Linked DNA regions of Pan troglodytes: region 2 is linked to region 1. The links are chromatin contacts, called in public HiChIP or PLAC-seq maps. All regions are on one chromosome and are shown on one strand. The core of a region is the stretch at or near the end of the contact, and the rest is flanking DNA. Distances in the headings are between cores, read along the strand shown. Region 1 holds the start of PTPRN (protein tyrosine phosphatase receptor type N). Region 2 holds the start of RESP18 (regulated endocrine specific protein 18).

The links. HiChIP or PLAC-seq counts read pairs in DNA pulled down with a chosen protein or histone mark.
Region 2: a contact with region 1 is called in an H3K4me3 HiChIP or PLAC-seq map of stem cell-derived excitatory neurons, with 2.8 times the contacts expected there. The contact joins the promoter of RESP18 here to the promoter of PTPRN in region 1. A contact is called at or near these places in 1 of 7 Hi-C or Micro-C datasets (induced pluripotent stem cells) and 1 of 1 datasets of contacts at active chromatin or transcription factors (stem cell-derived excitatory neurons).

What each region holds. Positions count from the first base shown.
Region 1 is chr13:121,569,219-121,574,767 of NHGRI_mPanTro3-v2.0_pri, forward strand. PTPRN (protein tyrosine phosphatase receptor type N) reads right to left here and starts at 1,515. Exons shown (of 22, transcript XM_016950562.3): 1 at 1,321-1,515. The coding sequence starts at 1,435.
Region 2 is chr13:121,612,423-121,617,711 of NHGRI_mPanTro3-v2.0_pri, forward strand. It overlaps RESP18 (regulated endocrine specific protein 18), which reads right to left and starts at 1,835. Exons shown (of 8, transcript XM_054678851.1): 1 at 1,740-1,835; 2 at 1,260-1,314. The coding sequence starts at 1,835.

The DNA.
Region 1 (5,549 bases), core at 265-2,764:
ATGGGTGGACAGGCTGGGAATGGGAGAAGCAGATGCAATTTATTCTTTCATTCTAAAGAAGGCCTTAAGCTGGGAGGAGAGTAGGAATCAGGCCTGAATTTCTTAAAAGGAAGCATGGGATCTTGTTTTGGATTTTAAGAATTTGTGAGTCTGTATCCTTAAAAGCCTCTGTTTGCTTAACTGAGTGATAGGGAAGAAACCTTCCAGGTGCAGGGAGAGAGATTCATAGAATTACTGCAGGAGAGGTTTTGGCCAAATTCTGAAAGAGGAATTTCCTTCCCAAATATGGAAAAGCATCCTATAATGGCCTGGAACTCAGAAGAGGTTCTAGCACACTTCCCCCGGTCGGGGGAAAGAGGGCATGGGTGGGGCTGGGGAGGGTGTCTCTTAGGCATCTCTCCTCGCGCTGTCCCGAGCCGCCGGCGCTGTCCGCGGTGCTGAAGCTCTGAGTCTGGCGCCGCCAAGGGCTCGCCTTGGAGGCGGTTACCAGAGAGGAAGGGGTCACAGAGCGAGGACTCTCCACTAGACCTGAGCCCTCTGTTCTATTCTGCCAACCCACAGCGTCACAGGAAGTACTCTGCCTCTCGGGCCTCCAAGCCCGGGTGGGGAAAGAGGGCGCCAGGCGGCGAGGCTGCGCCCCTTCCCCCACGCGCCACCCTCCTATCCCCCACCCCCTGCCCGTGAGTCAGCGCTGACTGTCTCTGTCCGCACAGATGTGAGTCAGCACCAGGCCTGGCTGTGGGGAGGGGGACAAGAGAGGACCCTCCCCTCTTCATCCTCTTCTGCCCCCTCCCCGTGCTGTCCCCCGTTACAGGAGATCAGATCGCTGCAATCAGCTTCTCTAGGCTTACGGAGAAACCCTGGCCTCTCTCTCTGCCCAGCTGGGACTCTATGTCTGCGGCCCAGGCTTCCACTGCCCAGAGATCACCGTTCCCTCATTCTCCCCGCCACCTCCCCTTCCCATTCCTCAGCGCCTGTCACCACCTCCCAGGCGCCTCGGAGCAAGTGGCTTCTCCTGTGGTCTCGCAGCCGGTCTCTAAGTCCCTCTGCCCACATGCACCCCGTGTCCTTCTCCCGAACGTGCAATTTTCCCCAGAGCCCAATTCTCTTAGGTCCCGCCCCCGTATTCCCAGCCCCACCTCCAGGCCTACGCCCCTTTCCTCCGAGACGCCCTCTCACCTTCCTCATCTCGCATGCCTCCCCCAACCCATATTCTCCCCGAGCTTCATGACATTTCACCCTCACCCCCACCGAGTTTCGCTCCAGGCCCCAAGCTGCTCCCCGCCCCCCACCACCCGCCAGCCCAAGTTTCCTCCTGACCATGGGCACTAACGGCGCTGCAGCCCCCCGGGCGGCTGCTCAGCAGCAGGAGGCAGAGGAGCAGCCGGAGACCCCCGGATCCCCCGAGACCCCCAGGCCGCCGCGGGCGCCGCATCCTTCCGAGCTCCGGGCGCTCGCTCCCGGGCCGGAGCCGCAGCGACGCTGGCGGGAGCCTGCCAGAGGGGCCGAGGCGGGGCTTGCCGCTCCCCACCTCCCTACGAGGCGGGGTCTACATGCCCCTCTCGCTGCAACGCGGCCAACCGCAGGCGGGTGCTGACGACACCTCCACCCCCGGCTCGTAAGCTAATTTGCGTCACATATGGCGTAAGAGCCCTGTCGGAGCGGGGGACCTACCTAGCCCATCCCTCCTCCATCAAATAGTAGGCGCCTCGCTAGAATTCCCACTTGGCCCCATCCCTGTAGCCCTCTTCTAGGATCACCTCTGTCTCCCCGCCCCAGGGTGGGTGAAAAGGGTTAAGTTGAGTGGGGGGCCAGGAAAGATAGGTGGGTCCAGAACGATAAACCCGAAGACAAGAAGCAGAAAAGTGGGTAGAATAAGTACTCTTACTCATTGTCATTGAAGGTACTGTTCTCTTCCTTAAGAAAAAATGGTTAGGCATGCCTAGATTCCAGTTCTAGCAGGGCATCTACTAAGGGTATGACCTTGGGCACCTTGTTTAACTTGTCTGCGTCCAAGTTTCCTGATCTGCAAAGTGGAGGTGTTAATAGTTACTACCCGCCTCACGCAGTGATTGTGAAGATTTTGTTCGTTACACTAATATGGATCACTTAGAAGGATGACTGGACTGGTGCATACTACATGCTCCATACATATTAGCTGTCATCATTAGCTTTTATTTATTTTTTATTGAGATGGAGTCTTGCTCTGTTGGCCAGGCTGGATACTGGCGCGATCTTGGCTCACTGCAATGTCCACCTTCTGGGTTCAAGCCATTCTCCTGCCTCAGCCTCCCTAGTAGCTGGAATTACAGGTGCACAGCACCTTGCCCGGCTAATTTTTGCATTTTTATTGGAGATGGGATTTCACCTTGTTGGCCAGGATGGTCTTGAACTCTTGACCTCAGGTGATCCAACGGCCTTCGCCTCCCAAAATGCTGGGATTACAGGTGTGAGCTACCGGGCCTGGCCTCATCATTAGCTTTGACTCTCCTTTCTCTCCGTCTGTGCCACCTCGAGGCTATCAATCATTTTATGGTTTCTCCCTGCAAAATACATCTCCCATCAGTCCACTTCTGTCCATCCTCACTACCTGAACTGAAACACTGTGCTCTTTCACCACGACCACTGCAGCAATCAGCTAGTAACTGCTCTCTTGCTTCCACTCTAGTCATCCAATAAGTAGCGGAGTGAGCTTCTTAAGTTCAGATTTGATCTCCTTCCTCTCTTGCTTTCCAGTAAAATAAAATAAAATTTAAAAAGGACAGAAATGCATAATGAATACTTACATACTCATCATCCATACTTAATGGTTATTGATGTTATACAATATTTGCTTCTTTTTAGTATTTAAACATGAATGATAGACATCATGACATTTCTCTTCTAAATATTTCATTATGCATCTCCAAGAAATAAGGACATTTTCCTGCATAACCTAAGTGCTGTTATGACACCTAAAAAAATTTACAATAATTCCTTAATATAATTTTTTTAATGTTTTATTTTTTTGAGAAGGAGTCTTGCGCTCTTTTGCCCAGGCCAGACTGCAGTGGCACTATCTCGGCTCACTGCAAGCTCCCCCTCCCAGGTTCACGCCATTCTCCTGCCTCAGCCTCCTGAGTAGCTGGGATTACAGGTGCCTGCCACCGCACCCGGCTAATTTTTTGTATTTTTAGTAGAGACGGGGTTTCACCGTGTTAACCAAGATGGTCTCGATCTCCTGACCTCGTGATGCACCCACCTCGGCCTCCCAAAGTGCTAGGATTACAGGCGTGAGCCACCTCGCCCGGGCATTCCTTAATATAATTTAATGCTCAGTTCAGATTCAAATTTCTCAGATTGTTTCCCCCAAAATGCCTTTTCTTTTCAGGTGTTTTGTTCAAAATAACAGTCAATTAAGAACAACCACGGCCTTTGTTATGTTTCTTAATCTCTGTAAATTAGCATAGACACCATCTCCTCTCTCCCCTCCCCCATTTTTGACATTGTCATGTTGATAGACCAGGTCAATTTTTCTTTAGAACTCTTCTTCTGGGTTTATCTGATTTTTTTCTTCGTGTTGTTATTTCCCTGTATTTCTCCAGTGTATAACCTGTATATCACCTGTATTTCCTGTAAACTAGAAGTTATATATGAAGTATTGACTGTATCAAATTAAAGAATTTTTAAAGCAAAATGCCTCTCATTGCATCATTTCAGGAAGTACATGATGTCTGACTGTTCTATTAGTGATGTTAAAATTGATCACTGGTTTAAGGTAGAGACAGCCAGATCTCTGTATGTAAAGCTGTGGTTTTCTAATGTGACCAGCATGCAATCCTTGGATGATACTTTGGCACTGTGAGACTATCTAGTTCCTCATCAACTTTTCACCTAATGGTTTCACTATTCACTGGTGATCCATCCTTGACTAAATGATTTCATTAGAGGTTGCAAAATGGTGATTTTTATAATCCTATCATTCAATTCACATTTATCGCTTATTTTACTTTGTAAAGAAGGGCTTTCTCTCATCAACTGGGTTTAGTTTACACTAAAATGCAATTCCAACTGGAAAGGTAACATATATTCTCAGCTTTTTCTCTTTACCCTTCTGCAAAATAATGAGTCTGTGTAGTGTAGTGACCTCTAACAGTGACTAATACATTTTTAAACATTTATTTATTTATTTAGAGTCAGGGTCTCACTCTATCACCCAGTCTGGAGTGCAGTGACAAGATCATAGCTCACTGCAGCCTTCAACTCCTGGGCTCAAGCAATCCTTCTGCCCCAGCCTCCTGAGTAGCTACCATTGTGAGCAACCATGCCCGGCTAATTTTTTTTTTTTTTTTTTTTGTAGAGGCCAAGCACAATGGCTCATGCCTGTGATCCCAGCACTTTGGGAGGCCGAGGCAGAAGGATCACGTGAGCCCAGGAGATTGAGACCAGCCCGGGCAACATGACGAATCCTTGTCTCTACAAAAAATACAAAAATTAGCTGGGCGTGGTAACACGTACCTGTAGTCCCAGCCAGGTGTGGTGGCTCATGCCTGTAATCCCAGCTACTCGGGAGGCTGAGGCAGCTGAATTGCTTGACCCTGAGAGGTGGGGGTTGCAGTGAGCCGAGATTGCGCTATTGCACTCCAGCCTGGGTAATAGAGAGAGACTCCGTATCAAAAAAAAAAAAAAATTTTTTTTTATCCATTTTTCTGCTGATGGACATTTGGGTTGTTTCAGGTTTGGTATTATTATGCATAATGCTATTGAGAGGCGACAGCATGCTGGCAGCCCTCACAGCCCTCGCTCGCTCTCGGCGCCTCCTTGGCCTTGGCGCCCACTCTGGCCGCGCTTGAGGAGCCCTTCAGCCCGCCGCTGCACTGTGGCAGCCCCTTCCCGGGCTGGCCAAGGCCGGAGCCGGCTACCTCAGATTGCGGGGAGGTGTGGAGGGAGAGGCGCGGGCGGGAACCGGGGCTGCGCGCGGCACTTGCGGGCTAGCACGAGTTCCGGGTGGGCTTGGGCTCGGCGGGCCCCGCACTCGGAGCGGCCGGCCAGCCCTGCCGGCCCCGGGCAGTGAGGGGCTTAGCACCTGGGTCAGCAGCTGCTGTGCTCGACTTCTCTCCGGGCCTTAGCTGCCTCCCCGCGGGGCAGGGCTCGGGACCTGCAGCCCACCAGGCCTGAGTCTCCCCTCCGCTGTAGGCTCCTGCACGGCCCTAGCCTCTCTGACGAGCGCCGCCCCCTTCTTCACGGCGCCCAGTCCCATCGACCACCCAAAGGCTGAGGAGTGCGGGCACATGGCTCGGGACTGGCAGGCAGCTCCACCTGCGGCCCCGGTGTGGGATCCACTGGGTGAAGCCAGCTGGCCTCCTGAGTCTGGTGGGGACTTGGAGAACTTTTATGTCTAGCTAATGGATTGTAAATACACCAATTGGCACTCTGTATCTAGCTCAAGGTTTGTAAACACACCAATCAGCACCCTGTGTCTAGCTCAGGGTTTGTGAATGCACCAATCGACACTCTGTATCTAGCTAATCTGGTGGGGAGGTGGAGAACTTTCGTGTCTAGCTCAGGGA
Region 2 (5,289 bases), core at 585-3,084, 44 kb after region 1:
AGTCCCAGGTCCCAGGATCCCACCTGGACAACCTGGTTGCCCCAAACAGGTCTACCTGTTTCCACTCTTGTCCATTTCAAAATCCATTTTCCAACAGCATCAGTGTGTCTTTATAAAATGCTTATCATATTGTCCTACTCTCTTCCTTAAAAATCCTCCAATGCCTTCCCACTACACTTTGAATAACACCCGACCCCCTGTCTATGGACTACAAGCCACAAGTAGTCCTGGGCCTATTTTCCAAGCTCATCTGCTGTCACAGGACTGTGTCTGTTCCCCCAACAAGCCCTGGAATCTCATCTAACAGCAGATGTATTTGAAAGCCTCTTTGCCTTGGAGACTCTTCCTCCAGATCTCCCCCTGGCTGCCTCCTTGTCATTTAGGTCTAAGTTTAAATGTCACCTCCTGAGGCCCTCCTTAGCCTAAGGTGTGTGAAACAACCCAACCTCTACTGGGGTCGCTAAGAGGAAGGGTAGGGGCTGTGCAGGGGGAAGGCTGGGAGTCAGGATACAGGGGCTAGTCCTGGCTCCACACTTGTCCAGGCTGGACCTGAGCTTCTCATCTATAAAGATGGCTGGAGGTACAAGATGGGTAGTTTTCTATTTGAGCTGCAAAGGGCTCAGTGGTCCCAAGGAGATGCCTGAGAGCCTTGCCCAGGTGACTTAGTCAACACCACAGAGATAAGCAAGGGGGCTGGAGGGCTGATGTGAGAGGCTCTGGGCCCTCCTCTCTAACTCAGGGAGAGAAGTGCCCCCCACACGTACATACACATGCACATATATGTGTATACAATGTATGTATATGTAAGGGTGGGTAAGGTTAGGATTGGGGTCATGGCACACTTGGAATTCTCAGAAAAACAGCCCATATGTTTTTGTTGGGGGCGGGGTTGTGTTTTTTGTTTTTTGAGACAGGGTCTCACTCTGTCACCCAGGCTGGAGTGCAGTGGTGCAATCATAGCTCACTATAACCTTGAACTCTTGAGTTCAAGCTAATCTTCTTGCCTTAGCCTCCTGAGTAGCTATGACTACAGGTGTATGCCACCACACTTTTAAATTTTTGTAGAGACAGGGATCTTGTTATGTCACCCAGGCTGGTCTCGAACTCCCGGCCCTGAGTGATCCTCCCAATGTTCTGGGATTACAGGCATATGAACCACGACGACCAACCCACAGAGAGCCTATATGTTTTTTAAAAACATTGGAAAACCTCTGAAGCAGATTTATGCAGACCCTTCAATTTCTGTGCACATGACTGACTGTACAGGACCAAGCCATCGGAAGCCCCAGTCCCTGCATCCTGAGTTGCGGCAATCTACGAAAGGGAGACTCTGAGAGACAGAGAAAGTGGGGGCGCCCTCCAATGGGGAAATGAAGAATTTTCCTTCCATCCAGAACTGCTGACTGGCCTTTATTACATTGCCTTTAATTCTCACAGCAGCCAGGGAGGATGGCCATTATGACCACTCCACCGATGTGGAAGGAGGGCTTGTAGAGCTTCAGTAAGGTCATGACTGGGAAGCAGCAGTGCCAGGACTGGCCTGGGTCTCTCTGTGTGGAAAGCTGTGTTCCTTCCCATCCATCAGGCCCATGCTTCCAGAAGATTCTCCATGAGGCTCTGCCCTCAGTGAAGCCCTGTCAGTCCTCATGCTGCCAATGTCAGTCCCCTCCATCACTCTGCCTCCCTCTTGAAATAGCCCTTGCTGGGCTCAGGCTTCCTGAACAAGGCCAGGCCCTTACCTGCAGCAGGGCCTTGGTGTGGCTGGTCACCTCTTGGTTCAGGACCTCTGAAACCGCTTCAGAGTTAAAGCATTGCTCCCTGCTCACCCTGGTCATGGGGCTCTGATGGGAGGGGAGCCGGGAGCCAGGAGCCAAGAGTGAGGAGAAAATGGTGAACAGGCCCAGAGGAAAAGAGAAGGGGCCGAAGTGAAGGATTTCAAAACTCTGAGGGAAACTCACTTTAGGGGACAAGAGTCTCCTTGTGCTTGCTCATAGAAAACAAAGATTAAGCAGGGATAACAAATGGGAACTGTGCTTTCCAGCCCCTTCCCTCTGCAGACATCACTAATGGATCGTGGATTCCTTCTGGTGGAAATCAGATGGGAGCTCTTATTGTTCCATTCCCTGAGCTCCTGATGGCTCCTACCTGCAGCCCTGATAACTCATGCCCTTCCCAGCTCCTCTGTCTACCGGCAGGTGCAGTGCGGACCAACCGTAGGCCCAACATGCCTCACCCTGGTGACTCTGGTGGGAAAGGCTGCCTGTCCGCTCCTCAGACAGGCCTCTGGGGCATGGAGCCAGGGCGTGTGCTCTGTCTGCTGGGTCCTCACACTTTGAGTGATGTCATCCTTCCAGAACAATCCTGCAGAGTGAAAGGATGGGATGAATTGACACTTGGGGCACTCTGATGGGCCCATCCCAGAAACAAAAGTGTGATTAGAATTTTTTCTTTCCCCAAAATGCACAAGTACCACATTGCAGAGGGCCAGTGGAGGGGTCCGGAGACTGACTGGGGTACAGGAGTTTGCCTTCTGCCCACCGCCATGGCTTAAATCCTTGCTCTTGCTAGCTCTATGGCCATGAGAAACAATTAAACTTGCTGAACCTATTTTCTCGCTCATGAAGCGACGAACTTCATAGGATTGAGAGAATGAAAGCAGATAGTGCACACACATTTCCTAGCTTATTGTTTGGCATGCAATAAGTGATCAAGTGAGAGCTGTATTTTACTTTTTTTAGCTACACCTGCTAGAAAGGGACAAATAGGAATTTTTAAATGATGCTGCTGTGAGAATCAAATAAGGTTGAAGATAGAAAGTGTGCTTCCAGGCCAGGCATGGTGGCTTATGCCTGTAATCCCAGCACTTTGGGAGGCTGGGGCGGGCAGATCACTTGAGGTCAGGAGATCGAGACCAGCCTGGCCAACATGATAAAACCCTATCTCTACTAAAAATACAAAAGTTAGCCCGGTGTGGTTGTGCATGCCTGTAGTCGTAGCTGCTTGGGAGGGTGAGGTATGAGAATCATTTGAACCCGGGAGGCGGAGGTTGCAGTGAGCTAAGATAGTGCCACTGCACTCCAGCCTGGGTGACAGATCGAGACCCTGTCTCAAAAAAAAAAAAAAAAAACTTCTAGAACCCTAGGACATTACACATTATATACTATGATTATTAGTAGTAATTTGAACTCAAAGCGGATCTCCCTTCTGATGCCTGAAGCCACACACTCTGCTTTCAGGAAGGGTCAGATACTTTTCCCCAGGAAAAATATCCTTCCACCCTCCACTCTGGCCTTTCATGTCTTCCACTTGTCATATTCTCTGAACTGCCCACCTCCTTAATTCAGAGTCTGAAGTATGTGTGTGGGGGTGGGAGGGACCTGGTTCTGGCTGAGGACTGCAAGATTCCTAGCTCTGGAGCAGTCAGACAGCACCCGGGGTGGTGAGCCAGGCCCGAGGAGATAGATGCTGGCCTCTTCTGGGGACTTCCAGTGGCCTCTGCTGTGTTCCTCTAGAGTCCACGTGGGAACGACTCCCCAGCTTAGGTTGCACCATGACTTCCGTCTTGCCCCATCTCTAGCAGAGACTGGGCAGGTGAGGCTCCAGAGGTGGTATGATGAGAAAGTTTCAGGCAGGGAATTTTAAGGGAGGAGGTTTTAACGTCAAGTTGGAGATTCCCTCTATAGTATCTATCCCTATATTTGACCAAACCCAGTCCCTTTCCTCCAGCCCTCCCAGGTCTCACCTTGAGGCACCGGCTGCCGAGCACACCTTGCTAGTATCGGAAGACCACGTGGATGCTGTCTTCGAGGGGCGTGGCCTGCAGTACTCCCACCTGGGTCTGCCCCTCTAAGGGAACGAGAATGAAATGAGTAGGTACCTGGGCCAAAAGCCTTCAAAAGGCAGCATCCTCTCCATTGACACTCCCATATCCCCACGTCTCCCTTCCTCTGCCAGTCCCCTCCCACTTCCCAGCTATCTATCCTCTCTCCCTCCCTGTCCACCCTCTTCATATTCTGGGTCTCATGCACTCTTGGTACAGACTTCCAGGTAAGAACAGAGTCTTCAGGCAAAGAGGCAGCCTGTGGAGGGACACTTGAACAGAGTCTCAGATGGCTACAAAAACTGAATGGACAGACAGGTGGGCAGGCTAGATAATGGGGGAAGTTCAGTTGCTTCCTGGGAGGAGTTCTGGAATCCTTGGAAGACTACAGCATGGAACCTAGCTTCAGACAGGGCTGGCGAGTCCAGATCATTTTCCTGGAAGCCACAGTATACCCAACTCACAATGGGGGGATGACCTTTCTATGATACAGACCCTCCTCCTGGATACAGATCATCTCCATCCAGGCAGATGGGGCCAGTTGGAAGAGAAGCCAGGCTTTTCCCATCCTAATTTTTCTCCTCCTCCAGTTCACAAGCAGATCCTAATAATGATGCCAAAAAAGGCGAGGGCCCCTTGCAAAAAGACAACCCAATTTAAAAATGGGGGCAAATCTGAACAGACATTCTCAAAGAGGATAAACAACTGGCCAATAAGCACATAGAAAGATGCTGAACTCCATGAGCCATCAGGGAAATGCAGATCAAAACCACAATTAGGCTGGGCGTGGTGACTTATGCCCATAATCCTAGCACTTTGGGAGGCCAAGGCAAGTGGATCACTTGAGGTCAGGAGTTCGAGACCAGTCTGGCCAACATGGTGAAACTCCATCTCTACTAAAAACACAAAAATTAGCCAGGCATGGTGTCGTGTACCTGTAATCCCAGCTACTCAGGAGGCTGAGGCAGGAGAATCACTAGAACCCAGGAGGTGGAGGTTGCAGTGAGCCGAGATCGCATCACTGCACTCCAGCCTAGGCGACAGAGCAAGACTCCGTCTCAAAACAAAACAAACAACCACAATGAGACACCACTTGACACACACTAAAGTGGTTACAGTGAACAGGATGGTTAACAACAAGCATTGGTGAGGATGTGCAGAAATTGGAATGTTTCTACACTGCTGCTGGGAATGTAAAGTGGTCCAGCTGCTGTGGAAATAGTCTGGCAGTTTCTCAAAATGTTAAACAGGCCAGGAACAGTGGCTCATGCCTGTAGCCCCAGCACTTTGGGAGGCTGAGACAGGTGGATCATCTGAGGTCAGGAGTTCAAGACCAGCCTGACCAACATGGTGAAACCCTGTCTCTACTAAAAATACAAAAATTAGCCAGGCATGGTGATGCGCACCTGTAGTCCCAGCTGCTCGGGAGGCTGAGGCAGGAGAATCAATTGAATCTGGGAGGCGGTGGT